Linked DNA regions of Sus scrofa: all the other regions are linked to region 1. A link is a contact called in public HiChIP or PLAC-seq data. All regions are on one chromosome and are shown on one strand. Each heading gives the region's core, a stretch centred on a gene start, on an enhancer-like site or on the middle of the called end of the contact. The rest is flanking DNA. Distances are from core to core; before and after follow the strand shown. Region 1 overlaps LOC106507999 (a long non-coding RNA gene). Region 2 overlaps TNIK (TRAF2 and NCK-interacting protein kinase). Region 3 overlaps PLD1 (phospholipase D1). Region 4 overlaps TNIK (TRAF2 and NCK-interacting protein kinase).

Region 1 (4,810 bases), core at 894-3,393:
ATGAGGATATGGGTTTGTTCCCTGGCCTCACTCAGTGGGTTGGTGATCCAGTGTGGTGTGGTATAGGTCACAGACGTGGCTCAGATTCTGCATTGCTGTGGCTGTGGCGTAGGCTGGCAGCTGTAGCTCCAATTTGATCCCTAGCCTGGGAACTTCCATATGTTGTGGGTGCAGCCCTAAAATAAATAAATAAATAATAAAAAGAAAAAAGAAAAAAAAAAGAACTATCTTTGACCCCTTCTAATCCATCAAAGCATATCCTGAATTATTTCCCTATGTTTATCCTGTGTTTCTCCAAGACTGTTGTTCCAAGAGTCCCCTCGGTTCCTGGGTGTATGTGTTGAACCCAGGACCCAAATGGATTCCCCTTGGGCACTTCCAGATTGTTTACCATATTTTTTCTCCCCAATACACAAAATGTATATAGCTATTCTTCTACACATTTTAGTCACTGCTCTGTTTAGTAATGAAAGTTTCTTGCCTAGAAATGTGACTTTCATACAAATATTCGCAGTAGCATTATTCAGAACAGCTAAAAGTTGAAAACAATCCTTAAGTCCATCAGCTGGTGAACAGACAAATAAAATGAGATCTATCAGTACAATGGAATACTACTCAGCCATAAGAAGAAATGAAATGCTGATAAACGCTACACTAGGCAAACCTAAAAAAACATTACATTAAGTGCAAGAAGCCAGCCACAAAAGAACACATGTTGTATGATTCCATTTATGCAGAATGTCCAGAAAAGGCAAATCTATGGAAACAGAAAGCAAATTGCTGACTGCTTGGGGCTGGAACATGGGGAGGGAGATTAAGTGTAAAAGAGGTAGAAAGGATCTTCTTGCAGTGATTAAAAAAGGTTCTAAAACTGCATTATGATAACGGCGGCATAGCTCAGCAAACCTACTAAAATTAATCAACTGTATATATAAAATCAGTTAAATTTACAGAATGTAAATCACACTTGAATAAAGTTGTTTAAAAAGTAATCAATTCATGGAGAACAGTTCCAATCACATGAAAAATTGGCCAAGTTCTTTGTGCAATAAGCTCATGAAAGATGAATTTCTTCATCTGTACAATGATGATAGAAATTCATACCTCAAAGATAATTACCTGAGTATCAAATGAGACATTAAAATGAAAGCATTTTGAAAACTGAAAAATTGTTAATAGAGTCTTTTGACCTGAGAGTGGATAAAAATTATTTCATTCTCTCCCCTAGGTGGTGCTAGAATCTAAAAATGAGCATGTCACTGGTAAATGCAGCTGCTTTGTACAAAATTACCTTTCTTTATGAGGTTACATCCCTAAAGGGATGTCTGCTTGTCCTTGAGTCCAGAGTGTTCTCCTGAATTAATCTTAGTATAATAGACATCCAACCTGCAACCATCTTCAGCGTCAGCATTCTAACCTCTCACAGTCAGTTGTACAGTCCATGCTGCACAGCTCCCTCTTTGTGCTGGGGAATTAGCCCTCAGATTAAACCACATTCACCTTCCATTTCTTTCCAATTTCATGGTAACTTTAGTTTTCATCATAATTGTATACTTCTCTTCAGTTGCATTTTCAAGACTCTCAAGTGCTCCTAGTGTTTAGTTTAATTCAGTTCATCAAACCACTTGTAAAAGGTCTCAAAAATAAACCCAAGCCTAGTAAACACTGCCACATCAATGAAGAAATGCCACTGAAGGGCCCCTGTTGTCTGGTGCCGTGTGTTGGTAGAGAAACAGCTGATATACTGTTATTTTGCTGTGTGCTGTGTGGCTTTATGTGTAAAATTAATGCTTCAAAGGTTGTAAGAAGAGCTTCTGTATCATGTTCAGGGCTTCAACCTGAATCTAGCATCTTAGCTCTCCTTCTCTCTTTTAAAAGAAAAGGGGGTAGATTGTCTTTTTGCTCTTCATCTGACAGGTTCTGAAGGCATTTGGTTCAAGAGGAAAATGAAGGGCCCAGAGAGCTGTGCAGCAAGGACACTCAGGGCCATTATCTGAGCCCTGAGCTCCTACACAACCACTTAACTCAGCTCCAAAAGGTGTCAGGGCTGGTCTTTCAAGGGAGCATGAAAGCTAAAGCTTGTGCCCCATGACGTGTCTTGCAAAGGAAGAATACAGAAGCATCACAAGAATATGCACGCAGGAGTTGTGCAAACAGACAGCTCATTATTGACAATTCTTTACCAGGGAAAATGCTTTCCCACAAGGGGAAGGAAGGGTTTGAAAAACAGCTCTTGCCTCATGGAGCCTGCTCTTAGGTGGAAACAAATCAGCTTTTAAAATACAATACCATAAAAGCTTTAAAAAGTGGTATTTAAGCACCATGGAAATAGCCTACGAGAAATTAATGCGAAATCAATGCAGGCACACAATTTACATCTGCTGCGTTACCCAGAATGGCTCTCTTCTATAACTGGAAATCTATGGACCTAAATCTGGGATGACTGGAAGGAGTTTTATGTCTTCTGGGATGTAGCTGTACAATCTGTCACGGAAAGGGAAAATCTGTAACCCTTTAGGGCCAGCAGAAGCTGGGGTCCTATTGTTCCAAAATACACACTTAAAATCTTAACACCCAAGAAGTAAGTGTTCACAGGTCTAGGCCTTTAAGTCTGACCCTCTGCCTAAACCAGCAGTCTTTCCACACCCAGCAGGCTTTGCCTTTCCTAAATATAGTTCCTAGCAAACAATGAGCTGCTGCTCCTGCTTTGAAGGTTCACAGTGAGTGCCCAGAAGAGACAGAGCCAAGCTCAACACCATGCTGGAGCTGGAACACATCTTCTAATGGAACCGGTGGGCAAACGCAGGGTGTGCTGTGAGCCTTCCTTGCGATGTTTTTCCCATGCTCACCCCTTGGCATGATGCAGATAAAGTTTATCAAAACCACTATGAGTTAATTATGCATTAAGCATATTTAAAGTTCCATGTTTTGAAATTACTTACAATGAAAGATATTGAGAAGTAGCAGCAGAGGAGTGGGAGGGAAACAAGAAAGGGGTGGTCTTGGAAAGTCATTAGAGTTTCAAGAAAAGGGAGTTTCAAGAAAAAGTTGGTAAGAGTGTCAAATGCCACAGAGAAGATGGGCAGGATAAGGAGTGTCCATGCCCATGAGGCCTGGCATTTAGGGGGGCACTGTTCACCAGGTGGAGCATTTCATGTGTGTGGGGGGGGAGGGGAGGGAGAGTCCAGGGTTGAGTGGATGAACATGAACAGACAATAGGTGTCAGCCCTGTCGCTTCCTCCTGTGAAGGCAAACGGGATCGGTTTGCCAGGTGGAGGCACTAAGTAGGAGAGAGCTTGTTTTCACATTGCGAAGATTTTCTAATACCATTGCACGCCTCTATCCAATGCTGAAATCACAGCCTAGGAACTCTGATCTCACCACCCTTCTTTGAACGGCTCATGGTAGGGTTTCAATAAATATTTGTGGAAGGAAACAAGGCTGTGTTCTCAGAACCGCCCATATGCAGGTGGTTGAAAGAAGAAAATTTTTTTTTTTTTAATTATACTGAAAGATTTCCGCTCCTCTGTTTTTTAAGGTTTTGTACTTCTTAGCTGTGTGACCTCAGACAAGTGACTGAACTTCTCTGGACCTCAGTTTGCTCATGTGTAAAAGTGTAAAAGTGTATGGCTCATGTCTAAGAGTACATGACTCAGAGTAAGCAGGTTACATTGTTTCTTGTTGTTGTTACTGTTATTATCCTCAACATATCTATTTGTCATCCTGGGAACCATGCACGGAAGGCATGTGATATCTGTACTGCATACCCCAAGAACTCACAGAATATTTCTGCTTGAAGGGAAAGGTTTGAAAACCAGCTCTTGCCTCCTGAAGCCCTCCCTCAGTGGAAACAAAATTGCTTTTAAAATACAACACCATAGTAGCTCTTTTTAAAAATCCCAAACACAATTCCAAAAGTTCTTAAGAAATTAAAAAGTCAACCCCAAAAATAAATTCTAATTTGAACTACAGACATTGGGTGATTATATCATGTCAATGTAGGTTCATAAATTATAGCCAATGCACTTCTCTTGTGGAAGTGTTGATAACATGTGGGGGCAGAGGGTTTATGGAAAATCTTTGTACCTTCACCTAAAGTTTGCTGTGAATCTAAAACTTATCTAAAATACAGTCTTGTTTTTAATTGAAGTATCATTGATTTACAATGTTGTGTTAGTTTCAGGTATATAGCAAAATGATTGAGTTATACATATATATCTATTCTTTTTCAAATTCCTTTCCATCATAGGTTATTAGAAGATATTGAATATAGTTCCCTGTGCTATACAGTAAGTCCTTGACATTTATCTAATTTATATAACAGTAGTATGTATCTGCTAATCCCAAACTCCTAATTTATCCCTCCCCTTTTCCCTTTTCCTAACCATAAGTTTGTTTTCTATGTCTGTGAGTCTATTTCTGTTTTGTAAATAAGTTCATTTGTATCATTTTTTTAAGATTCTACAGATAAGTGATATCATATCATATTTGTCTTGTCTGACTTAATTTCACTTAGCGTGATGATCTCTAGGTCCATCCATGTTGCTGCAAATGGCATTATTTCATTCTTTTTACATCAAAAAAAAAAAAGTCTTTTAAAAAGTCTGACAGAAATGCTCTAATTGTGTTTGTGAAAGAAGGAATCACTGCATTTTGTGCCAGGAGGAGAGCAGGCCAGCTGGGCCAGGGCAGCTGTGGCTCTTCGGGGCTGGAGCTGGGGAGATAGCTTTGTGTTTTGTGAAAGGCAGCCAGAGGACTAGAATGGGTACCAGCTGGGGACCGGACTCTGATAGCACCTAGTGAGACATAT
Region 2 (4,810 bases), core at 746-3,245, 240 kb after region 1:
CTCGGGTCACCACACTCTCATAGATTTGGCCATTAAGGACAGAAGGAGCTCAGATGACTTCAGAAGTTTTAGTCCTTAGACAGTGAAAGCAAGATCAGCATGGCGTCAGCTTCCTACCTCCCTTGTTCCTTACACAGAATGACTTGGAGGGGCCAGGTGATAGGTAGCACTGGGTATGGGTCGTTCTGCCCTAGAGGAGCCATCTCTAAATTAGTGCCAAGTAGTTTTATAGACACAGGACCTGCAGCTGTTCCCGGCAGGTTAGGAGCCTGAGCTGGAAAGTCCAGTACTTAACTGAAATGACGAAGATGGATGGGCGCTCCCACCAGATTGGGCATGCCCACAAGGCTGCTTATCTCCCTTCATTTTGGAAGGAATTGCAAGGCATCCATCTAAGATTCAGGTTAGACCTCGGGTAAGCCTTGTCTCTATGCCTATGTGGAGATGTGCATGGTTGCCAGGATGCCCTGAAGGAGCCTTTCCCTACATACTGCCCTTCTTCTCATCTATCAGTGTGGGAGGAAGTTGCAGAAAGAAAGCATCTGGAGTTCTGTGAAGCTGGTTAGGTGGAAATTTTAAGATTTTTGGATTTGAAACATTATTTTATTCAGGGTACGATAGATGTGGTACAGAAACAAATAATCCCATCTTCCCATGGTTTAACACATGAAGATTTGTTTCTTATTTACTCTGTACACTCAGAAAGAGTTGGCGGTGGTGTCATACCCCCACACAGTTGTTCAGGGACCTGGGCTAATGGTAGCAGCAGCTTTGCCATCTCGTAGCTGCAATGCCTGCAACTTGGAGCCCCTTCCATCACCATAACAAGTAAAGACACAGCCAAAAGATCACACACCAGCTCTTCTACATTTTGGCCTGCAAATGACACATGTCATTCTGCCCACATCATATTGGTCAGAAGTATCACATGGCCCAGCCTAACTGCATAGGGGCTGGACAGTGTGGGAGAACAGATGGGATATTTAGTGAGCCTGTTGTCTTTGCCATAGGCAGCCATTGCCCCAAAGGTAACCCACCAGTCTGGCTTCATGCCTTTATAGGTAAATATTCCTCCTGCCCAAAAGTTCCGTGGGTGAATGTTTTACATTTTACAAAGTGTCTTCACGATAGTTGCCTGAAGAGAGAGACCAAGAATGGGGGGGGGGGGTCAGAGGAAGGGACTTGCCCAAGATCCAGACAGTGAATGACAGTGTTACAGTCCTTAGAAACTACACTTGGCCCATGTGTACTGCTTGGATGGCAACCAACTTACTCTTTAGTCTGTATTGATTTTGGTAGAGGCAAGGATATGTACTTGTTCATAGTGACTGGAAAGTTAGAATTAGATGAACACCACCATCCTAAATCATCAAAGACCCTGTGCTACTCTTAAAACAGTTTGCATCCTGCAGGCTGATCTGAGGTCTAAAGTCAAAGGAGCTAAAACTCTCTGAAGTTGAAGGACATGAAACAGTGTCTGTATGGCAGGTGCAGTCGTTTTACTCTCCACATAAGTCTAAGTAGAGGTTTAATTGCTGCTCTTCAGAAGTGCAAAACAAGAGAATGCAATAATTAAAACTGTCATTACTTCTCTTCCTCTGATGCTGATATTAGCTGGTCTTAAATATATTTTTAACCTTTACTTCAGGGATAATTGTTAAATTTTTAACATAAAATTTAAACTTGTTTCATTCTTTTACACTTAATCTAAAAGAACAGATCCAGGTTAAGTTAGCTGATGAAGATGTGAAAAAATAATAAAATTATACCCAAAGTTCCTTTTTTTTTTTTTTTTCCCTCAAAGACATGATGAAAAACAGTCTCTGAATTTTCTGTGATCCATCAGGAATAAAAGAGATGCCCATGTTTGGTTGGAATATAAGTAAAAATTGATAATTTGAGGAAAAAGTGTTTCAAACAGTCCTTCCCCAATGTATACAGTTTTGACATTATCACTTGCAGCCCTGACGGAGATCACCCATGAGTCAGTTATATTAACATAACTCGGGGGAAACCAGCTGTTTATGTTGGCACTCTTGGAGCCCCGGCCGGAAACCATCTTTTTTTCTCCTTAGTGCTTTTCTTATATGTGAAAGTTGAGGGGAGGATAAAAAAGGAAAGTATGTACTAAGCCCAATGCAGTGCCTTCCTTGCCTCTTCTCTCCATGGGCACCACGTCTGTGTTTTGATCACTCCAGATGTTAAGGAATCGGTGGGAGCCAAATGCCAATGTCTTGGTGCTTGAAATGGAATGTGGTACATCCCTTCCCTTGTCCTCTCCTCCACCGGCCTCCAAAAGGGGAGTGATTGAAGAGCTGGAATCTCAGAGCCAACACTGAGTGACACCAAATTATAACTGTGTCCAGACACCTAGGATTTTGACTGGCCTAAAAGAGGCAAGAACTGCAGTGAAATACACATCAGGAGCTGGATTTCTTCCTAGGTCTGAACAGTTGAATTAGTAGAAGAGAAAAAAAAAAGGTAAAGTCCTTCTTGTTATATCACTAACACACGAGAACAGGAAAACCACAAAGAAATAGTTCTGCAAAATAAGAATACAGTTTGCAATATGAGAGTTTTTGTCATGGCTCAGTGGTAAAGAACCCAACTAGTATCAGTGAGGATTTGGGTTTGATCCCTGGCCTTGCTCAGTGGGTTAAGGTTCCGGCGTTGCTGTGAGCTATGGTGAGGGCGCAGACACAACTCGGATCCTATGTTGCTGTGGCTGTGGTGTAGGCCGGCAGCTACAGCTCCGATTTGACCCCTGGCTGAGGAACTTCCATGTGCTGGGGAGCACAGCCTTTAAAAAAAAAAAAAAAAAAAAGAATTCCTAATATGTTCTCTCCTTTTATCTCTGAAATAAATGAGAAAGTTGTTCTGTGAAAGGGCTTGGGAAATTATTTATGCTCTAAGTAATAAAAAAAAAAAAGTACCTTTTCAGAACTAGTTAGGAAAACTTCAAACAAACATGAAAGTAGATAGAATGAATTACTTTCTCTCAGCCGTCTTCAATAAATCATCAGGGGTTCCTGCTGTGGCACAATGGGATCAACGGCATCTCTGTGGCACCAGGACACAGGTTTGATCCCTGGCCCAGCACAGTGGGTTAAAGGATTGGGCGTTGCCACAGCTGTGTAGGTCGCAGGGGGGGGGGCAAAAAACCAAAACAAAACAAAACAACCCATCAATACTTGGACCATCCTGTTTCACCTACTCTCTCACCACTTCCTTCATCTTTATTTTTGGGTTGGAGAATTTTAAAGCAAATTCTAAACATTATATGAAATGACTTCCTCCAAATCTCATAGCTAGAAAGTGGTGAGTCTAGGACTCAAACCTCTGCAGTCTGGCTCCAGCACCCCATCCTCTGTGGAAACAGACAAGGCAGCTGAGAAGACCACTTAGATGAAGTTGTTCTTAAAATCCATGTAATGGACAAACACACACACACAAGCGCAATCTTCCAGGGAACCTCCAAGCTGTCTTTGAAGCTAGGTGTTCCACATACTTTCTCACAAGGGTGTGAGTGTGTGGAGGGTGGGTTTAGGATTCTGTATCAGCCTTCTCACTGGTGTGACATGTTATTGCTACATTCATGAGAGATCAATGTATTGCAAGGGCTGCTTCTCTTCTGAAGCATACTTATAGAAATTAATATTTGCTACTGCACTCTGCCAACAGTTCATGAATTCAAAATAGCAGGGTTGGGGGTTTCGAGCATTGGTCACGTCCAAATGAAGGCCAGCATCCAAGGGTGCCTTCCATTGTGCTCTGACAAGTGTGAGGAGTGACTCTTTAATTACAGCATTCAGGAAATGAGCAAAATTTTGACACTGACTGTTTTAGAGTCTTTAAAATATACTGTTTTTAAGGAAGGTGGAGGACACAATTTAAATGACTGCTAATGTCTCAGTGATGTTGAATCAGTAATTTGCATTGGTTCCCTTACATTTACTGAGCCCAGTCAGAGAACCCAGACCCTGATTTAGGTCCTCTGTGATTTGTGGAGCTCAACGAAAAATCCTGGGGAGGGGCATATCCTGCTTTTAAAGAGCTGGCATCCTTTCTTGCATGAAGGAGTGGCCAGATCACATGAGGCCAGACATCTTAGAGTTGGAGTTGGTGGAGCGACAGTGATTCCATCAGGAAGGTCCACCTCCTTCCCAGGTTCCAAGGCAGCCCAGGCAGGAGCTGCAGTTGCAGCATTTTCCTACGCCACAATGGAAACAACATTGTGGACTCTAGGAAGCCACTGTGTAAGATATTCTTAATTTCCCTGGAGGGAAGGAAGGAAGAGCTTTCAATTAACAAGAACGCTGGTTACTTTTTCAGTTTAGCTAATTGAACTCTCAGAAAACAAAGACTTTGTGGACAAGGTAAAAGGCAGGATTAGTAAATTGTTACAAAAGTGCTGGGAAGAAAAGGATGGGGGTTATGGGTAGGGGGACAGGAGCCTTGAGCAGTTTGGAGCTGTAGTGGGCACCCCCAGTTCCTGTGTGGAGAGAAGTCTGCTGAAGTGGAGAGAACACTTTGGAGGACTGCCAGTCTCTGCGTTTCTTGGGTATAAACCTGATTCTGGGGGCTGAAGGGTGAGCAGGAAGCAGAGACTTAATATCCAGACTCATCCTCACAAAAGGGAGGTTTCTGCTTTGAGGGAACATAACCTCGTACAGAGTTTCCCAAACTTGAGTGCAGTTTCCCAACCTATACACTCACCAAAACACCAAACTCTCTGTCTCCTAGGTGTAGACAGAAACCCACTTCCAAGCTTCTCAGAGTTAAGTGTGGTCACAGATTGAGTTCTGCCAAT
Region 3 (4,810 bases), core at 1,470-3,969, 200 kb before region 1:
GGTCATTTGCATTTCTGTACATATTTTAGAATTAGCTTATCAATTTCTACAAAAAGCCCAGTGAAATCATTGTGATTAGATTTATTGAACTTATAGATCAGTTTGTGCAGAAAGCTACATCGTAATATTTAGTCTTTTAATCCATGAACATGGTATGTTCACTTAAGAGATCTTTAATTTCTCTCTGCAGTGTCTTGTAGTCACATTCAAATTTGAACCCATTCCATTTAGGTTTTGTACCCAAACTCCTCTGAAACCATTTATGTCTAGGTCACCAGTGACCTCGATGCTGCTGTGTTCTATGGTCAGTTCAGTCTTCCTCTTTCTTCGTCTTTCATTTTCATCTTCATCTTTATGGCCTCTGACATAACTGATCACTCTATTCTGGAAGCATTTTGTTCACCTGGCTCTGTCTCCCCATGCTCTCCTGGCTTTCTTCTAATCTTACTGGCAGCTCTTTTTTGGCCTCTTTTGCTAGATCTTTTCTTTCTCCTTGACATTTAGATGTTAGAGGGCCTTGAGCCTCAGCCTTCAGACTTCTGTCCTTTATCCGTTCTCAGCCTCTTTTTGGTGTGAATATGTTATTTAAAGCCAATCATAATGTCTAAAGCCATCTGACTTCCAATTTTTTATCTCAGCCCTGAATCTCAGATTTATAAATGTATTCTATTTTCTACAGATCTTCATTTGAGAATCTAAGTTACTCAAACATAACCCTTCCAAAACAGAACTTTTAATTTGCCTCTGAAAAGTTTTGCACCTTCTCACTCCCCACTACCCCAATGTTCCTCAGCTCAGTAATTGGACTTTTCTCCTTGTTGCTCATATATACACCAGTCTTAGTGTGTTTCTTGGCACTTTTCTTTCTTTTACACTCTGTATCACCTTACATCACAAAATCCTCTTGGCTGTGCCCTCACTGTATATCTTAGATCTGTCTGCTTCTCGGCCATCACTCTAAGATGCCACCATCATCTCCCATCTGGCTGACTGCAGTAGTCTTCTAAGTAATCTGCTTTCTCTCAGTCTACTCTTTAGTTACACAACTTGAGTCACCTCTTAAAATGTCACGGCATTTCACTCCCCTGATTAAAACCTTCTAGAACCTTTGTATTATATCTCAGGGGGAAAGAAACCTGGGCAATGGCTTGCAAAGCCTTACGTGATCAGACCTCCCCATTTGCTCTCTGACGTCATCCCCTTCTGTTGCTCTTTCTTTCACAATACTCTGACTACTTTGACCTTTTTGTTGTTCTTGAACATTCTAAGCTTCCTTTGGCCTCAGGGCCTTTGCAATTTCTATTTCTTCTGCTTGGAATCTTTCCCCAGATAATTACATGGCTTGTTATCTTACTTCATCCAGGTCTCTGCTTTAAGTGTCATCTCCCCAGAGAGGCCTTTTCTGACCATCCTTTGTAAGAGGTGTGCCCCCCACCCTATTACTCTCCAGTCCCTTACTCTGCTTTGGTTTTCTTCTTAGCACTTAGCATTATCTGGTTTGATATTTGTTTTATATGTTGATAGTCTGTTTCCTCTGGTATAATACCTACAAGCTCCCTGAGGATAGGGATTTTCTGCTTCGAATCATTAATGCTGTTAACAATGCTTGTCACATAGTAGGTGCTCCATAAATGTATGTTGACTGGATGGCTGTGGGCAAGTTAACCTTGCCAGCCTCAGTTTCTTTATCTGAGAAGTGGAGGAAATAATGTATCTACCTCACAGGGCAGATGTGAATGCCAAGTAAGATATTGGGTATAATAAGACATTGTGGCAATAGCGTTGGCTGTTGTTATTGCAATTACTATTTGATAATATAAATGATTTAAATCTCTTATAATCTTAAAATAGATATGAATGCTAGTAAGATGGAATTTTCCTGTAGGATGCATTTTAATGGTGGTTGATTTTAAAGGTATAACTCATGATCCGTAGTTATTGGTAACTTGATTGGAGGAAATAGATATAAATATGTGAAACACTAAATGCCAGAGAATATTTAAATAACCAATCCAGACAACAGTAGAAATGTCATCAGGCTTAATTTGTTGTCTAACTCATCTGCTGCTGCTGATTGTTCTAAGTGTGAGAAATAAAAGCGATTTTTTTTTTTTAAATTAGGGTGGTCTGAGAAAATTTCATGGGAGATATAGATTTGGGCTGCCCCTTGAAATGCTGGGGAGGATTTAATCCTTTATTGGCCATGAGGGGGAAGGCATGAGGGTGGGGCAGTGGCATAAACCCAAAGGGAGGGAAGAACTAGGGGAGTTGGAAAATGGAATATAGGAGTTCCTGTTGTGGTGCAGCAGAAACAAATCTGACTAGTATCCATGAGAATGCATGTTCCATCCCTGGCCTTGCTCAGTGGGTTAGGGATCTGGCATTTTGTAAGCTGCGGTATAGGTTGCAGACACAGCTCGGATTCTGTGTTGGTGTGACTGTGGCTTAGGCCAGCAGCTGTGGCTCCAATTTGACCCCTGGTTGCCAGTGTGCCCCCCCACACACACACAAAAAAAAAAGAAGAAGAAGAAAAAGAAAAATAAATATAATAAATCCATTTGGCTGGATGGAGAGGTCTCATGAGGAAGCGGTTTGAGAGAAACACAAAGAAAACAGGGTAGGAACAAAAGCAAGTGGTTTCAGGCTACAGGAACTGCCAGGGCAACAGGATGCCCTTCCTTACTTGGATTGGGCAAGCAAGGAAGGAAGTGCTTCTGGGTGGTTAAGAAAGAAAGTAACACGTCACGGGCTTGGTGCTGTCAGGTTCAGTCACTTCTCCCCTGCAGTGCAAGTGGCCAGAGCATTACCCTCTGATACCTTATAATGGATGGCTTGCTGAGTCCATGGGTCCTTGTGTCCAGAAGTCTGTAGAGAGGCAGCCACAGGAGAGCACTGCTTTTGTGCTCCCAGGGCCTAGAAACCAATTTTGAACTATCTCTCTTTTTTTCAAGCCACAAGAATTTTCACTCTAAATTTTTTTTAATTCAGTGAGTTTTATTATATTTATAGTAGTATAACCATCATTGCGATCTAATTTTAGAACATTACCATTCCAAACCTCCAGTCCATCCCTCCCCATGCAACCTGTCTCCTTTGGTAACCATAAGTTTTTCAAAGTCTGTGAGTCTGTTTCTGTTCTGTAAATAAATTCATTGTATCCTTTTTTTGAGATTCCACATGTAAGTGATACCACATCTCACTCTAGTTTTTAAGTGGCTGTTTTTAAGAAGGCAATGGACAATTTTCACCATGGCTTCTTATTAAAAAAGGAAGAAAAGAGTAAGGGAACTTAGAAACTAAAGGCCACAAGCAAAATAGTAATTAATGTTTTAATATGCACATGAAAAAATACTCATTTTGTTTTTCAGAAGAACATGAAAGTGAGAAGCATATGCCGCCCCAAAATAATGCTGCTTCGGCCTATTGATTATTTTGAATTAAAGTTAACTTAAGAAACAGCTGGTACAAGGACACTCTGATCCTCCCATTACTCCCTGAGAGCAGGAAATAAACTCCCATGTGAAAGGGACCCTCCCTGTACCAGGAAAGTGGAAGGCATCCTTATTGCCAGAGAAGCAATTCAGGGCCAAAAAGAATGTGTAAACAAACCTTGTTGTCTTCTTCACTAATTTGCTACCTATGTTTTGTCCTCACAGATTTATTCTTTATTTGTCTAAAGGGTATAAAAGCTGCTGGCTTTGGTGACATCTTTGAATCTCACGTTTTTATGGCCTTTCCTATATACAAAATTCTATTTATTTTTCTCTTGTTAATCTGTCTATGTCAATTTAACTTCTAGACCAGCCAAAGAATCTAGAAGGGAAGAAGGAAAAAGTTTTGCTCCCTCCCACAAGTATATTATGTCAGTCATGTAAAGCCACATTCTTTTGTTTGTTTTTGACTTCTTTGATTTTTTCCTTTTTTTTTTTTAAGTTTAGTTGATTACAATTTGTGCTAAGTTCTGCTGTACAGCAAAGTGACTCAGTCATCCATATACATACATTCTTTTTCTCATATCACCCCCCATCATGTTCTGTCTCAAGAGATTGGACCCAGTTCCCTGTGCTATACAGTAGAACCTCATTGCCCATCTACTAATCCCAAACTCTCAGTCCATCCCACTCCCTTTCCCTCCCCCTTGGCAACCACAAGTCTGTTCTCCATGTTAAAGCCACCTTCTTATTATGTAAAAGGAAACACACATTACATAAGAAGAAGCCAGAGTAATCTGTGAGCAGATCAGATTAATTTTTTTAAAAAAGATGGATTATCTAGCCAACCATGAGATAAAATTTGCTTTAATGATACAACTTTGTGTAAATTTGCCCCACTCTAAAAGGGTATCTGTGGGTCCCTTGAGCTTTTTGTTATCAGCAAGTTAAAAAATAAATGTTAGTACCTTTTGGAGCATTAGAATAGATTTCAAAACAATTTAGAAATGTTAGTAATTAAGAAAATGACCCCATAAAAGTACAAGAATCAAGATAAAAATGATAAAATACAGTTATGAGACATGACAGACATTGCAGAATAGTGAATGAATAAGAAGACATTAGGCCACGATGTGTTTAACACTGAACTGGCAACCCACAGCACAGATTAAATAATGAGCGCCCATTGGTGGGCACAGCCAAGAGAAAACAGAGAGCACATTGTTTCAGCTTGTCTATGTAATTTCAGACTAATTGCTTAAGTATAGGCTTCTGTCTTGTTTATAGCTAGAGGAAAATCAAACAGTTAAAATTATTCTAAGTCTTGTAATTCACCCCATCACCAATCAGAACGAAATAAAAGAGCTTTGAGCAAAGCA
Region 4 (4,810 bases), core at 1,662-4,161, 140 kb after region 1:
TTCAGGGTCTTGGTGGGAAGTAGACCTATCTTAATTTTTATTATCATTTCTTGCTGGAAAGTAAGTCTGAAAAAAATAGACTGTGCATAATGGCTTGGTAATTCTGTAGGTCTTCAATATTAGTCAGTTTTTATATTCCACCTTCAGTGGCTTCATTATTAAAATGACAAAAATTGTGCACTGGGTAAAAAAAGAAATGCTTTAAAAATGGCATTCTGAGATTTTCCATTGTGGTTCAGTGGAACTGAATCTGACTAGCAACTATGAGGATGCAGGTTTGATCCCTGGCCTTGATCAGTGGGTTTAAAAATCTGGTGTCGCCATGAGCTGTGGTGTAGGTCGCAGATGAGGCTCAGATCCAGTGTTGCTGTGGCTGTGGTGCAGGCCAGCAGCTACAGCTCCGATTTGACCTCTAGGCTGGGAACCTCCATGTGCTGTGGGTGTGACCCTAAAAAGATCAAAAAAAAAAAAAAAAAAAAAAAAAAGGCATTCTGAGAGTCAAGGGACCAAACCAAGGATGGTAGGAGGTGGGGATGCCTTGATTCTTGTCTGCTTATACTGGCTGACTTTACAGCTACTAAATGTCAATTCTTAGAAGATGGTATCTGCACATATGTGAATAATCGATATGTAACTACTTATAAGACTTGCCACAGGCATTGGACATCTACCTTTGGCTGAAAAGTTTGATTTAGCCCCATAAGTCATTAATGAACTTTTACCTTTTTGTCTTCTGGGAATCAGTATAAAAGCTGGTGAACCCAGTTCCTCAAAATATTAAATAGAGTTACCCTGTGACTGAGCAATTCCACTCCTAGGTATTGTAGTCCCAAGAGAAATGAAAACGTACATCCACTCAAAAAGTTGTATGTGGATGATGATAGCAGTGTTATCCTTAATAGCCAAAAGGTGGAAACAACCCAGATGTCCAGGAGCTGACAAATAGATAAATAAAACTTGGCATTTTCATACCATGGAATATTATTTGGCCATAAAAAGGAATGAAATCCTGATACAAGCTACTACATAGATGAACTTTGAATACATTATGCTAAGTGAAGTCACAAGAGGTCACATATTGTATGATATTATTAATGTAAGATATCCAGGACAGGAGAATCTACAGAGGTAGAAAGTGTATGAGTGGTTGCTCAGGGCTAAGGGGGAGAAGATGAGGGCATGTGGGCTGTGATAGCCAAAGGGCATAGGGTTTCTTGTGAGGTGATGAAATGTCTAAAAACGACTGTGGTGATGGTTGCACACATCTGTGAATATACTAAAACCACTGAATTATATACTTCAAATGACTGATTGCATGGTTTGTGAATTAGATCTGAAGAAAACTTTTTTGAAAAAGGCAAGAAATGATAGACATAAGAAACATGAAATTCAAGGTAGGAGTTTCTATTGGAAGTGGGAGGAAGTTCCTCCAGATGATGTCAGAGTGGGAATGTTCTGTTTGCTAAGCTGGGTAGTGGCTCCAGGGATGGTCACTGTGTTTAGTTTATTGCAGTTTTTATTAAACTGCACACATATGTCATAAGCACTCTTGGTATCTGTGGTTCATAAATAAAAAAAAATGCTTGCTAAAAAGCAGGTAAATCATAAAAAGATCTCTTTTCAGTACCTATTTAAAAAATCAGATGCCACTCCATGGATACTTATTGCTTCATCTGACATCATCTTCATCATTGTCATCATCACCATCACCATTTGCCAATTTCCTGAGAGCATCTCCACCATCCCATGCCATGTAATGGAGCATGTAATGTGATCTCTGTGATTGAAGAAAAGGATATTAGTAATACTGCTTGTAATAATTGAGACCATTTATTAGGAGCCTGTTAAATGCCAAGCACTGTTAGAGGAGCTTTATATGCAGTCTTTAAGAATGACCTTATGAGATGTGTATGATAATCCCTATTTTACTGATATCAAAACTAAGGCTGGGAGGGAGTTTCCACTTTGGCACAGCAGAATCGAGCCCTACTATTATCCATGAGGATGCGGGTTCAATCCCTGGCTTTGCTCAATGGGTTAACGATCTGGTGTTGCTGTGAGCTCTGGTGTAGGTCGAAGATGCATTCAGATCTGGCATTGCTGTGGCTGTGGCATAGGCTGGCAGTTGCAGCTCTGATTGGACCCCTAGCCTGAGAACTTCCCATATGCCATGAGTGCGGCCCTAAAAAGCAAACAACAACAACAACAACAACAACAACAAAAACCTAAGGCTGGGAGAAGATTAAGTGTTCAGAATCACAGAGCTGCTTATAGAAGACAGATTTGGAATTTGAACCCAGAGTAGTACCAGAGACTATGCCATGTTAGTTTTTATAATAGTGTTCTGTGAGCTTCTAAAACCTATGCTACACGTTATGAAAATATCATGCCTTCTCTTCCATAGGGAATCACTGTCTTTTTTCTTTTTCCATCTGCCAAGCTTACTTTATCAAATCTTATCTTCTTTTGCTTGTAATGAAAAAGGAGAGTATTTGTTTTCTAGATCTAAAATTATACTGAATATGCCTTTTCAAATGATACATTTGCCCTGGACTTTTAGACATGCCCTCTCTCCCCAACATACAACCTTGAGAGTCTTGAGCACAGGCTGTTTCACCAGTCTCAGAATCCATTTTCAAAAGATGATTCCATTGTGGAAAGCAGTATTTGATCAGTGCCAGATATCAGAATAGCAGGTAGTTTTCACTGGTGTGTGAATGACAGAATTGTAGGTCATAAGGGAACTTAGAGATCATCAGTCTAGAATTTTCACTTTTCAGACAGAGGAGACCTGAGACTTTAAAAGTAACCAAGAAGACGTGAACTCCTATCTGATTTCTGATGACCTAGAGAGTCGTGAACTTGCAAATGTGAGTCACCCTGTGAAATGAGGAAGGAAAGAGTGTCATGGGGTTTGTTCATCCATCCTTTCAAGAATTTTGTTTTGATCTCCAGCTCCATCATGGGCAGAATCCCAAGGGCTTTGCATCAGAAACATGCAAGATTCAGCCTTTCCCTTCACAGCAATCATGGTCTTTTGGAGGAGATAAAGAACCCCAAATAATCGTAGGGCAATGCTATAATATAGCAAGGAGGTTGTGGGACATCAGAAGATGGACATTGATTTCTTCCGTGGGGAAGAGGAGGTATCAGAGAAAGAGATTTCAGGTAGTTTATCCTTGAGCTGAATCCCAAAAGTTATGTGGGGAGTTCCTGTTGTGAAGCAGTGGAAATGAATCCAACCAGTATCCATAAGTATATGGGTTCAATCCCTGGCCTTGCTCAGTGGGTCAGGGATTCAGCGTTGCCGTGAGCTGTGGTGTAGGTCACAGATGCAGCTCAGATCAGGTATTTCTGTAGCTGTGGTGTAGGTTGGCAGCTGCAGCTCTGATTTTACCCCTATCTTGGGAACCTCTGTGGCCTCTGGAGTGGCCCTAAAAAGCAAAAAAAAAAAAAAAAAAAAAAAAAAAGTTACATGGAATTGAGAGAAATTTGGTATTTTGAGGAAAATGCTCATAATTTGGCAGGAGGCACAAGGAGATAATGGGAGAGAGCAGCTCTGGGCCACGTCCTGGGCCTCCTACTCCTTCTTAGCCACGGGCAAAGGGAATTCTTTGGCTCATTTAAATCAGGGAGAAGGGTTACATGACCCGAGAGGTTGCTCTGGTAACAGTGTCCAAGGATGCACTCAAGAGGAAAGGACAAAGTCAAGGGGAAAGGTGGTTTTACCCAGTTGAGAAGTACTGAACAGTTCCTGTGTGACAAGTGTAATTGTCAGATGCTCTTTTATGTACCAAGGAGGAAAACCCTTGTTAATTTTCAGCAGTATTTCAATTCCAGAGATGATCAAATGTGAAAAAAATATGTGTATTTTAGAATTGATGAGATGCAGTCCTAAGTACTTAATATATATTTGTCGAAGAATGAATGATTTTTTTTCCCATTAGTGTCCTGTGTAGGCTTGGAATAAAATAAAAGACCTGAGAAATGAACATTGAATTTGACCCATTTGTTGGTACATTAAAATCAGGAAAGAAATGACTGATTCTTTTCCTTGAACTCTTGTCCTTCTGTGGGTATAACAGTCACTCTTGATAGAATTTTTTGAGAAAAAAAATTCAGAATTGGCTAAATGAGGAAGTGCTCTGTGGGGGTGACATTATTCCATTTGGATTTCGGGTCAAATAGTGGAAGCTGTGTTTATGGACCTACAACTGACCCCTTAGGGGACCATCATAAGGTTCACCAGGCAGGGTTTACGAATCAGCCATAAGGTCCTGGCGTGACTGAAAAGAAATATCTAGAGATAATTTACAGATCTGCCCTTGGGGGCATTCCTGCAGGGAAATTGCTGTTTGCATGCTTAACTCATGTTTTTTTTTTTTTTTTTTTTTTTTTTTTGGTGACTGTTCCCTCTGGATGCAGCTGGATATTTCCTGATCCTCTGGTCTGTCCTGTCTTCTCTTCCCCCACATTTGCTCAGTGGAATTCCAGCCAGGAATGTCTAAGAGACAAGGGCAGCTGGGTCTGCACTGATCTCGAAATTGCATTTTGCTTCTGTGGCTGTTTCGCTTCAGTTCGCACCATTTGGGGGCACTTCTCCAGGCAGAATGTGGCCAGGCTGCCAAACTTGGATACATTCTTCACATTCTCCATGTGTTTATACTTGTGCAACCGGAGAAAACCCACTGAGCCGGGGAGAAGGCTGTCGCCCTTACATATACTGATAGAGTGGCCCTCCTATAATGGTTCCTAGAAATGTGACTTATATGGGCATGCTACACTGTGTCAAAAGGGGATAGCCAATGTT

Evidence for each region. HiChIP or PLAC-seq counts read pairs in DNA pulled down with a chosen protein or histone mark.
Region 2: an H3K27ac HiChIP or PLAC-seq map of alveolar macrophages shows a contact between it and region 1. The contact joins two enhancer-like sites. A contact is called at or near these places in 1 of 47 Hi-C or Micro-C datasets (heart right ventricle) and 1 of 2 datasets of contacts at active chromatin or transcription factors (alveolar macrophages).
Region 3: a contact with region 1 is called in an H3K27ac HiChIP or PLAC-seq map of alveolar macrophages. The contact joins two enhancer-like sites. A contact is called at or near these places in 6 of 47 Hi-C or Micro-C datasets (embryonic fibroblasts, epiblast stem cells, fetal heart ventricle and 3 more) and 1 of 2 datasets of contacts at active chromatin or transcription factors (alveolar macrophages).
Region 4: an H3K27ac HiChIP or PLAC-seq map of alveolar macrophages shows a contact between it and region 1. The contact joins two enhancer-like sites. A contact is called at or near these places in 3 of 47 Hi-C or Micro-C datasets (embryonic fibroblasts and skeletal muscle) and 1 of 2 datasets of contacts at active chromatin or transcription factors (alveolar macrophages).

What each region holds. Positions count from the first base shown.
Region 1 is chr13:110,128,889-110,133,698 of Sscrofa11.1, reverse strand. The region is part of intron 5 of LOC106507999 (a long non-coding RNA gene); the gene reads right to left. Among named protein-coding and RNA genes, the nearest start is that of TNIK, 79 kb to the right of the region's middle. Within about 2 kb of position 2,143, at least 9 of the 83 cell types and tissues checked have an H3K27ac peak or open chromatin away from gene starts, as enhancers often do. A contact at or near this core is called in alveolar macrophages, where this site is marked.
Region 2 is chr13:109,889,521-109,894,330 of Sscrofa11.1, reverse strand. All of the region lies in intron 2 of TNIK (TRAF2 and NCK-interacting protein kinase), which reads left to right. Among named protein-coding and RNA genes, the nearest start is that of TNIK, 160 kb to the left of the region's middle. Within about 2 kb of position 1,995, at least 5 of the 83 cell types and tissues checked have an H3K27ac peak or open chromatin away from gene starts, as enhancers often do. A contact at or near this core is called in alveolar macrophages, where this site is marked.
Region 3 is chr13:110,333,225-110,338,034 of Sscrofa11.1, reverse strand. The region is part of intron 1 of PLD1 (phospholipase D1); the gene reads left to right. Among named protein-coding and RNA genes, the nearest start is that of PLD1, 41 kb to the left of the region's middle. Within about 2 kb of position 2,719, at least 7 of the 83 cell types and tissues checked have an H3K27ac peak or open chromatin away from gene starts, as enhancers often do. A contact at or near this core is called in alveolar macrophages, where this site is marked.
Region 4 is chr13:109,990,407-109,995,216 of Sscrofa11.1, reverse strand. All of the region lies in intron 1 of TNIK (TRAF2 and NCK-interacting protein kinase), which reads left to right. Among named protein-coding and RNA genes, the nearest start is that of TNIK, 60 kb to the left of the region's middle. Within about 2 kb of position 2,911, at least 7 of the 83 cell types and tissues checked have an H3K27ac peak or open chromatin away from gene starts, as enhancers often do. A contact at or near this core is called in alveolar macrophages, where this site is marked.